Linked DNA regions of Mus musculus: region 1 is linked to region 2. Evidence: chromatin contacts called from public HiChIP or PLAC-seq data. All regions are on one chromosome and are shown on one strand. Each heading gives the region's core, a stretch centred on a gene start, on an enhancer-like site or on the middle of the called end of the contact. The rest is flanking DNA. Distances are from core to core; before and after follow the strand shown. Region 1 overlaps Cyp2b10 (cytochrome P450, family 2, subfamily b, polypeptide 10). Region 2 overlaps Tgfb1 (transforming growth factor, beta 1).

Region 1 (5,409 bases), core at 671-3,170, 200 kb before region 2:
AAGAGCAGCCAGTGTTCCTAACAAACTCTAGTTTGTACATTTTAAAATGCTATTTGTTCTGGCTTTCCCTGATTCTCTGCCTAGGGCTTGTAATGAGTACCTATGCTCACGCCTGCTCCCAGCAGCATGGGATCACCGCCTCTTCCCTAAGGTCTCCAATTTCTCTTTTCCCCACTCCTCTCTTGCCTCTTCTCCATCATGTCTCTACCCAGACTTCAGTCAAGACCTTGTTTTCCTCCCTGCACTTGATTGTTAAAACCACTGATTCATTTTCAGGGCCCCTGTCACACTTAATGACCCCACCCAACAGAAAAATGCCAGGTAAGTGACCACTCACATTCATTAATGACAGAGTGATGAGACAGGATAAAGAAACTAGTTACCCTGGGGAGAGAACCCTGAATGCAAGAGTCTGAGGAGTGTCTTCACTGGAAGTCAGGAATGCCAGAAAATGTTCTAGTTATTACTTTCTCCTCCTCTTTCTCTTCCTCCTCCTATTTTTCCTCCTCCTCCTTCTCCTCTTCCTCCTCCTCCTCTTCCTCCTCCTCCTCTTTCTCCTCCTCCTCCTTCTTCTCCTCCTCTTCCTCCTCCTCCCTTTCCTCCTCCTCCTCCCATTCCTCCTCCTCCTCATTCTTTGATTTTGCTTATTTTGCATGTGTGGGTGCTTTGTCTTCGTGTGTGTGTGTGTGTGTGTGTGTGTGTGTGTGTGTGTGTGCACGCGCGCGCGCGCGCGCGCCACATGCATGCAGTACTCACAGAGGACAGAAGAGGGCATCGAATACCCTGCAACTGGAGTTGCAGGTGGTTATGAGCAGTTTATTTGGTTCCTGAGAATCAAAACCAGGACCTGAGAGGAACGGCCAGTGCTGCTGAGCCAGCTCTCCACCACCACCGCACAGTTTCTTCTTATGTTTTCAAAAGAAGCACTTCTATCTGGAATTACGTGTGACTGAAACCTAAGTCCAGACACGCGTTCCCACTGAACAGCTTCGGAAATGATCTATCACCAAATTGCAGCCGTTTTGGAAATTATATGAGAGTTCCCATTCTTGAGAAGATAATGTTAAGGAGCCTTAAAAGCAGTTTAGAATAGGCTCCTTCCTCCCTTCTCCCTCTTCCCTCCTACCCCCTCCCTCCTCTCTCCTCTCTCTAGTCGTGAGTGGAAACATGATATTCTTGCCTGCTCCAAAGATTTGACTCCTCTCTTAAGAGTTAATTAAGCTGGCTATTGATCACCTAGCCAAGCCCTGGGAAGACTGACTCACCTAAACCATAAGAGATGATAGGAATACTCATCCCTTTGCTGAGAGTGTGTTTATCTTTCCCAGAAGCCCTGCCCTTCATGTAGCCACATGCAGAACTTCCATCAGCAGCTTTTCCAGCCCTCCCTCAGAGAAGTCATCACTCTTTCTTATCTTTCTTATCTTTTTCTTCTGGATCTCTACCAAATGCTGGGTCTGCTTTCCTTGACTCTGCGCCTGTTCTCCTCTCCTCTGAAGCTATGCCTCCTTCACACACTCTCTCACTGTGTGGCAGCCTACAAACAGCACGGAGTCCCCTCCTCCTCATCGCCGACTTCCTCCTCTGGCAGCTGCCAAGATTCACAACTTGTGTGCTTTGGTGTTTGCCTCTCAAATCCTAATAAAATGGTACTTGAGTTTCAGAAGGACGTAAAGCCTTAGAAAGGCAAATATTTTTAGTTGAATGTTTTTAGTGCAAATGTTGGCAGTGGCTGGAAGCCAAAGCTTAGGCTTGTTTCTCGACTCCTGACCAACAGAATTTCATCATGCTTACAAAATCATTCTCAGTAATGTATGCTTGATAAAAAGCCTACATGATCACATTCAGCAACACAGCCTCCTGGAAGAGTAGCTGTCGGTTTCTTGAGTCACAGCTGAAACTTCCTGAGAACATTCCAGATTGCATATCAGAAAACCCAGGCCCACAAGCACATGAGCAAAAACAAGCAGTTTGGAATTGAGCTAGATCTCATGACGCTGCACTTGAGTCAGGCTGTTGGCTCAGCCTCAACACACTTAAGACAACCAAGCTGGTTTCTCCTGGGGTTCCTGGGACATCACCATCACTTGGCATCCAGAACCACCTGTCTGGACCAGCTGCCCTTCTCTTCTTGCCTGCTCCATGTACTATACCTTGAACATGGTTTAAGTGCCCTCCATGTGTTCACATGCTGGAGGTTAGTCCCCAAAGTGGTTGTGTTGAGAGGTGGTTAAGCCTTCAAGTGCTGGAGCCTAGTGAGAGGCATTGGGTCTTCAGGGCAGATCCACAGAATACCTTAACACTGGGCAAGCAGAGAGGGCTGGATGCTTAGAGAATTGATTGTTACAGACCAAGGCCACCCCACATGGTTAACCCCTTCTGCATGTGACAGATTCTCTTCTCTCCTTTCCAATCACTGTGCTGTGACACATGCAGAGGGTTCCTCACCAGAGGTCGGACCAGAGGAGTGCATGATCTTAGATGGGCCATGATGGCCATGATTATAAACTCAATAAACCTACTACCTTTTAATTGTCATGTGTGTGTGTGTGTCTGTATTTGTGTAACTGTAGTGTGTGTGTGTGTGTGTGTGTGTGTGTGTGTGTGTGTGTGTGTGTGCCACATGTGTGTGGGTACTCCCAAAAGTCAGAGGAAAATGTCAGATCCTCTGGAGCTGAAGCTACGGGCAGTTGTTAGCTGTCCTATACGGACACAGGGAGTCAATCTGGATCCTCTGGAAGAGCAGCAAGCATTCTTAACCCATGAGCCGTCATTCTAGGCCCATACACCTTCTTACTTTATAAAAGACCTCTTGCTTGTTGTAGTAACAACAGAAAGCAAAGGCACCAGAGAACTCTACTTGCTGGTTCAGGTGGACCGTTTCTATTCTTTCTGTTCTTGGTTTCAGCCAGACCAGTTCCTCCCCATGACCCAAAAATTCAACATCTACCTCTTCTCCATTGCATCATGTTCTTGTTCACCATTACATCATGTTCTTGTTCACCATTACATCATGTTCTTATTCACCATTACATCATGTTCTTGTTCACCTGGACCTGCTCCTTCCTCATCTGCCCCTCATGGCTCCCCAGGAACAGCTTCTTTTCTCCCTTATTCTCTCTCCGGAGAGTCTTTGGGAATCTGATCAGATTCTACCTCTTATATAAACCATTACAACCCCTCCAATGATCTTAAAACTCAATTAGGGTGGGAGCTGGAAAGATAGCTTGATGTTTAAAAGCATTTGCTATTCTTTCAGAGGCCCTGGGTTCTGTTTCCAGCACCCACTTGGTGCTCACAATGTGTAACTCGTTTCCAGAGGATCCTACAATCTTTTTGAGCACCAATAATGCACACGGGTGTCAGGAATGCAGCCCCACTCTTTGATCCTGCCACTACTACTGCTAAACAGCCCAGCGTGGGATTCTTTATTGTTCAAAATATATAGTTAGAAAGGCAACCAGGCCATCGCATCAGAGTTGGTATAAGCTCTGATTTCCTTCCAACTGCACATTTCCTAGACCCTAAGAGCCCTGTGTGATTGTAACATTAAGATCACTGTCACTAAAATGGAGCAGAGACTGAGGGAATGGCCAACCAATAACTATCCGAACTTGACACCCATCCCTTGGGCAAACACCAATCCCTGACACTATTAATGATACTGTGTTATGCTTGCAGACAAGAGACTATCTTAACTGTCATCTGAGAAACTCCACCCAGCAGTTGACTAAAACAGATGCAGAGACCCACAGCCAAACATTGGATGGAGGTAGAGAGTTTTTTAGCAAAGTTGGGGGAAGGATTGAGGGCCCCAAAGGGGATAGGAACTCCACAGGAAGAAGACAAAGTCAACTAACCTAGACCCTTGAGGGGTCTCAGAGACTGAACCACCAACCAAAAAGCATGCACAGGCTGGACCTAGGCCTCCCTGCACATATATAGCAGAGGTGTCACTCAGTCTTCATGTGGGTCCCAAACAACTGGAGCAGGGGCTGTCTCAAAAGCTGCTGCCATCCGGGCATGGTGGCCCACGCCTTTAATCCCAGCACTTGGGAGGCAGAGGCAGGCGGATCTCTGAGTTCAAGGCCAGCCTGGTCTACAAAGTGAGTTTCAGGACAGCCAAGGCTACACAGAGAAACCCTGTCTCAAAGAAGAAGAAGAAGAAGAAGAAGAAGAAGAAGAAGAAGAAGAAGAAGAAGAAGAAGAAGAAGAAGGAGAAGGAGAAGGAGAAGGAGAAGGAGAAGGAGAAGGAGAAGGAGAAGGAGAAGGAGAAGGAGAAGGAGAAGGAGAAGGAGAAGGAGAAGGAGAAGGAGAAGGAGAAGGAGAAGGAGAAGGAGAAGGAGAAGGAGAAGGAGAAGGAGAAGGAGAAGGAGAAGGAGAAGGAGAAGGAGAAGGAGAAGGAGAAGGAGAAGAAGAAGAAGAAGAAGAAGAAGAAGAAGAAGAAGAAGAAGAAGAAGAAGAAGAAGCTGCTGCCTGCCTGTGGAATATGTTCTTCTAGCTGGACTGCCTTATCTGGCTGCAGTGGAAGAGGGTGGTGTGCCTAACCCCGCATAGACTTGATGTGTTGTGGTGGGGATACCCAGGGAGCCTCCAACCTCTCAAAGAAGAAAGGGAGGGGTGAACGACACCCAAATTAACTAATTAATTAACAAATTTGTTAATTTGTTGATTGATTGATTAATTACTGGGAAGTTGGCATGGGACTTTGGGTGTCCCCCGACTAAGTTAATTAGTTAATTAATTAATTAATTAGGGAAAAATATCACCTTCACTACAGGGGAAAGATGCACCATTTTGGATGCTACCACCGCTCCCTGTGGGTCTGTGGGCAGTGGTGGCGCTGGCTGTGGAAGGGAGTCAATTACTTTCATGGTATGGTTACTCCTAACTTCATGTTTCAGTAAATAGTTCCCGCCCATGGTCATGAAGTTGTCAGCATCTCATCTTTTACTCACCAACCCTCCCACCTGAACCTAGAGCCCAGAAGGCATCCATCCTTTTGCTTCATACTAAGTTATCTCCAAGAAATAAACCACACATCAACCCACCCTGAACGACCCTAACTAAACTCAGTGGGTAAAAACATAAAAGGGGCATCAAGGTAGGAAGAGGCATGTTGGCCAAAAGAAGGGTTTCTGTGAGAGAAAGAGGGAAAGGAGGGGTCACAGATGACAAAGGTCCAGCATATGTGTACATTGAATTGTCAATGGATTTCTTAAAATAAATCAGGTAGGATGTTGGCTTGACCTTTCCTCACACATGGGAGGCATGTGTTTAAAACATGTGTGGCAGTGTGTGGCGACACACTTATCATTCCAGAGGCTAAGGTAGGAGAATCATGAGTTGGGAACCAACCTAAAAAATAAAAACAGGAGCCGGGCGTGGTGGCCCATGCCTTTAATCCCA
Region 2 (5,409 bases), core at 539-3,038:
CCCAGGCAAGTGGGTGTGTGTGAAGAGTGTCAGACAGTAGCTGTGACCTACTGGTAGTCTGGCTGGGACTGTGACGTGTATGAAACCCCGGCGTGTGTGGTATGAGTGGGTTTGCAGCGGGTCACGCAATGACCATGACCCCGTGGAGGATGTTTGTGTAACTGCCGGGGGGAGTAGTCTGTTTCCCAGCTGGGCTCTGATGCTGTGATGTGTGTCTGGTGTGTTTGACACTGTGAATCTGTCTGGCATGTGGTGCAAGCTTGGCCCTATAATGTATATTTATGTGATGGCCTTTTCTATCAAACTTTCTACTTGTGTCATGTCCTGTGAGGGCCCAGGGCTGGACTGTTTATAGTCTGTATGTGTGGTCTGTGTCGACTGCCAGGTGTCAGAATCTATGTCACTAGTCTTGAGAGGTGAATGTGTTGGTGTAGTTGTGGGACCCTGTCCATACTTTGGCTTCTGCTGGGGGTAGTGGGGCTATTCAGCAATCCTTGAATGACTACAATCCTGATTGTGTTCTTGCTTGCGTGTTTGTGTATCTGCCAGGCCAGAGCTAGTGGCAATGACAAATGTTCTTGTCCTGCCCCAAACCCCAACCTGTTCCTCAGAGGCTCTCAGCCCCTGATGGGACGAGACTAGGAGGCCTCTGACCCACTCTTCCAGGCTCAGTGCTGTCAACCTCAAACCAAAGGAACTCTGCCCTCAGTCACCCTGCCTCCCTCCCTCCCTCCCTCCCAGACACTCCCTGAGTGGAAAGCAAGTTTAGGAGCCCTGGGGGCCTGAGAAAGGCAGAGGGTAGGGGAAGTGAAACACAGGAGAAAGGAGGAAACGGGCTTGAGAAAGAGGAAGCAGGAGAGAATTCACAAGCTCCCCCCAGCAGATGGGAAGAGATGAAACACAGGACTCGCTAGGCTCAGGCAGCCGGTCTTTCTTGCCTGGGTAACTTATCTTCCTGAGGACACATGCATGCATATACGCTCATGCATGTGCACTCTCTCTCTCTCTCTCTCTCTCTCTCTCTCTCTCAACCCCAGGAAGGGAGGAGGCAGGGTGACTGAGGACAGAGTTCCTCACCATTCACTTAACTCGCAGTGATTTACCAGAAATGGAGGCCTCGGATACAGCTTTTTAGCTCATCTGGTAAGGCTATGTGTCCCCCAAGTTCTTTTGGGGTCCCATACTCCTGATCAAGATATGATCAAGAAAGCAGTCTTAGATCCATGTGCAGATGCTAAACTAACTAAGTTCTGTGGATTTAGGAAGTAACCACCTTCCGTGTGTGTAAATACTTCCTCCTGTAAAGAGCACACGATCCCCCAAAAAGGATAAGCAAGCTTTTGGAGAGAGTGGGAAGGACTGAGGGGTTTTCCATATACTTAGCTCTGCTTGGCTGGGGGCTATGTAGATCAGGCTGGCTTTGAACTTGTGGTGATGATACTCCTGCCTCTGCCTCCTGTTCAAATTACAGGCAGCCTGTTCAGACCACACCCATCTTCACAGGTTTTCCAGAAGGACCAGGTGATATTGCTGGCCCTGCATACGAGGCTGCAGAAACAGTACATGGCTCCAAACAGTATGTGGAGGAAGCAGCGAGTGTGGCCGTGAGCCAGCGGGACTTATTTACAGAAACAGGCTGCAGGCTGCAGGCTGCAGGAGGCTTGGGGCCAACCTTGGCCAGCCCCTGCTCTGTCAGGCTGTGGGAAGAAAGCTGTGATCAAGGACAGCCACACACCTGACATGTAGGAGAGTTGTCATTCCCTGGCTTGTGCTGACTTGGATCTGACTCAGCGCCCAACACCCTTCCCTTAGACTCTTCCAGTCACGTTGCTCTCTTTCCTCACACAGTGGCACACCCCAAGATGGCTGTCACTTGTCACTTCCGGTCTTCCAAGAATCTCTCTCTCTCTCTCTCTCTCTCTCACACACACACACACACACACACACACACACACTCCCTGATTCCACTTCCTTCTTGTGGCTCCCCCTCCCCCTAGGCTCCTTTCACCCAGTGACATAGTCAGCACCAACACCAACTACTGATTTGGTGTTTTGGTATTTTGGAGACCGTTTCTTCTATGTGTAGTCCTGTGTATCCAGAACTTGCTCTGTAAACCAGGCTGGCCTCAAACTCAGAGACCAATCTGCTACAGCCTCCTGAGTGCTGGTCTTAAAGGCCTGTGCCACCACATTCTGTGAATTGGGGGTTTTTTGGGATAGGGTCTAATGTAACCCGGAAGCCCCAGAGTTCCTTATCTAACCCTTGCCTTCCCACTGCAGGCATTTCAGTACCACACACTCAACTCTGAACCAGTAGCCTGGTTATATCTGAGCTAGCCTGAGCTATATCTATCTGCCTGCCTCAGTCTCCTGAATGCAGGGACTTGTCACATGGGGCCACCACAACCCACTGTATCAGCACTTTTTGCTCTTCCATATACTCATCATCCAAGAAATGAATTCATCCCAGCAGGAATTCAGGCTCTCCCGGATTGCCTCGTGGATGCTCAGAGGTATAAAGCACTGTGAACGGTGCCTAAAGAGATGATACCTGAGTCTAATAGGGTTTTCCCTGGGCCTCAGCGTCGCCCCCTGGAATTCTGGGATCAAAGCCGGCGTTCCTTAGGGAGTGCTGGAGGCGATTGCACAGAAAGGGACAAGATGTGGTAGGGGCGTCAGCTAAGAGGGAGACGCAATCCGGCGGCCAATGACACGGAGACCACCAGTCCTCTGTCACCTTTAATGGGCCCCCCAGGTGGGCTTGAGGGGGGGTGCAGGTGTCCTTAAATACAGCCCCGGGCGCTGCGGGCGGGGCGGGGGCGGGGCCGGGCCTGCCGGGAGGGGCGGGGCGGGGCGGGGCTTCAGCTGCACTTGCAGGAGCGCACAATCATGTTGGACAACTGCTCCACCTTGGGCTTGCGACCCACGTAGTAGACGATGGGCAGTGGCTCCAAAGCCTGCGGCACGCAGCACGGTGACGCCGAAGCGCCCGGGTTGTGTTGGTTGTAGAGGGCAAGGACCTGCGGGTGGGCCGGGGTCACTGCCAGAGTACAGGGGCTCCCCCTATCTCTCTCCCCACCAGGATCTCTACATTTCTGTCTCTTATCTCTGAGCCTCCTCAACTTCCATCTCTGTTTCCCTATCTCTCCCAGTCTATTTCTATATATGTCTCTCCCTATTGTTCTCTGTCCCTCATCTGTCCCCATCTCGGCCTCTCTCTCTCTCTCTCTTCCTCTCTCTCTCTCTCTCTTCATCCTATCTCCTCTTCCTGTCTGCCTCAGTCACTTACTCTCCCATCTCCAATTCTCCCCACCTCCTTTTCTGTATCTCTCCACATCACTAGCTCTCTTGCCTTTCTCACCCAATCTGTTTCTTTCCATCTCTCCAGCTCTGCTCTGCACCCCCCCCCTGCTCTTCTCCGTTTCTCTGTCACCCTATCCCGCTGACTCCCCACTGCTCTAAGCTTCCCATTCTCTCCCTACCACCCCAGCCTCTGCTCCAGCCTGTCCCATGAGCCAGACCCACCTTGCTGTACTGTGTGTCCAGGCTCCAAATATAGGGGCAGGGTCCCAGACAGAAGTTGGCATGGTAGCCCTTGGGCTCGTGGATCCACTTCCAACCCAGGTCCTTCCTAAAGTCAATGTACAGCTGCCGCACACAGCAGTTCTTCTCTGTGGAGCTGCAGGCAGGAGGAACAAAGGTCAGAAGCAGGGACAACCCTGCAGCCCGCTCCAGCCCTCGGCTGCCCTCAGCCTCCTGTCCAGCTCAGGCTCTCCAGGACGCCTGTGATGACAATAGTGACACTACAACCATCCAGGCTGCCAGTGAAGCACCTCCCACTGGGCAGGCACTTGAGAGCCAGTGCAGGGCTAGCAACAGTCCCATGAGCACTCTCGGGGAGGACGTAATAAGTCCTGTCACATCCCCACAGAACACACAGGAGTAATTCACAGTCCAACATGTGCCTGCACGTCCTATTTGTAGGACACATATTTACCAAACCTCTACTGAATATGGGGCTAGGGCCGGTGCTCCTGAATGGCACAAACAGGACAGATGGAAGCCTTTGGAGGCCATAGCTACTCACTCCTTCCTCCTGTTTACGTCAAATGCCTGTTATCACCATGAGTCTATCTGGCTTTCCTCAGTGTCCTCCCTCGCCCACCCTGACAGCCACATGGGCTTCCTCTCTAGTCCTCAGACCCAGTCATAGCCAGGCAAGAGGGCTCACACTTTCGATCCCAACACCTGGGAGGCACAGGCAAGGGTGATTAGAAGTTCCAGGTCCTCCTTGGAGACATAGTGAGTTTGAGGCTAGCCTGGGCTATGTGAGATACTTTCTACCACCCAGGGAGCTTTAACTCCTAAAAATGCCATCTTGCTTGAAGCAGGTGTCCAGTATCAGTTACATAAATGAACAGTGCCTCCTCTGACCAGCCCTTTCCACTTGCCTTCCAAACTCTCCCTCCAAACAATTGTTAAATTCCACCCTGGGAATTCAGTACTACAATTACTACAAGAAACTGTATTTCTTTTCCCTTTTTTTTTTTTTTTGGTTTTTTTGTTTGTTTGTTTGTTTGTTGTTGTTGTTTGGTTGGTTTGGTTTGGTTTGGTTTTTTCGAGACAGGGTTTCTCTGTATAGCCCTGGTTTTCCTGGAGCTCACTTTGTAGACCAGGCTGGCCTCGAACTCAGAAATTCGCCTGCCTCTGCCTCCCGAGTGCTGGGATTAAAGGCATGCCCGGCGAAACTGAATTTCTATAAAGCTTTTGGTGTTGTTTGTTTGCTTCCTTGAGACAGGCTGTCCCAGAACTCACTCTGTATGTAGACCAGGCTGGCCTCGAACTTAAGAATACACCTGTCTCTCTGCCTTCTGAGTGCTGGCACTAAAGGTGGGATCACTACCACCTGGCTTGCTCTAGGTTTTTTGTTGTTGTTGTTGTTTTTTAAGGATTTTTTTTTAGATTTATTTGTTATTATATCTAAGTACACTGTAGCTGTCTTCAGATGCACCATAAGAGGGCATCAGATCTCATTACGGATGGTTGTGAGCCACCATGTGGTTGCTGGGATTTGAACTCAGGACCTTCAGAAGAGCAGTCGGTGCTCTTAACCACTGGGCCATCTCTCCAGCCCCTTGCTCTAGGTTTTAAAGGTTTATGTATTCATTTTATTATTTGTGTGCATATGTGTGCCTACGTAAGTTTTGATGTGCACCATGTTTGTGCAGTACCCAAGGAGGCCAGAAGAGGGCATGAAGTCCCTAGGAACTGGAGTTAGTGATGGTTGTCCTTCTAAGTAACCATATGGGTGCTGGGAACTGAACCCAGGTCCTAAGGAAGAACAAACAGCCAGTGCTTTTAACTGTTGGGCCAAGTCTCCAGCTCCAGAGTGTCTGAAGTGAGTCATCA

Evidence for each region. HiChIP or PLAC-seq counts read pairs in DNA pulled down with a chosen protein or histone mark.
Region 1: a contact with region 2 is called in a FOXA1 HiChIP or PLAC-seq map of pancreatic cancer cells. The contact joins two enhancer-like sites. A contact is called at or near these places in 1 of 39 promoter capture datasets (stem cell-derived epiblast-like cells), 1 of 484 Hi-C or Micro-C datasets (embryonic stem cells), 2 of 115 datasets of contacts at active chromatin or transcription factors (extraembryonic endoderm stem cells and pancreatic cancer cells) and 1 of 9 other capture datasets (pancreatic islet).

Annotation. Positions count from the first base shown.
Region 1 is chr7:25,898,717-25,904,125 of GRCm38.p6, reverse strand. All of the region lies in intron 1 of Cyp2b10 (cytochrome P450, family 2, subfamily b, polypeptide 10), which reads right to left. Among named protein-coding and RNA genes, the nearest start is that of Cyp2b10, 3.8 kb to the right of the region's middle. Within about 2 kb of position 1,920, at least 38 of the 459 cell types and tissues checked have an H3K27ac peak or open chromatin away from gene starts, as enhancers often do. A contact at or near this core is called in pancreatic cancer cells, where this site is marked.
Region 2 is chr7:25,702,395-25,707,803 of GRCm38.p6, reverse strand. It overlaps Tgfb1 (transforming growth factor, beta 1), which reads right to left. Exons shown (of 7, transcript NM_011577.2): 6 at 3,526-3,679; 7 at 2,727-3,020. The coding sequence ends at 2,862. Among named protein-coding and RNA genes, the nearest start is that of Ccdc97, 14 kb to the left of the region's middle. Within about 2 kb of position 1,788, at least 143 of the 459 cell types and tissues checked have an H3K27ac peak or open chromatin away from gene starts, as enhancers often do. A contact at or near this core is called in pancreatic cancer cells, where this site is marked.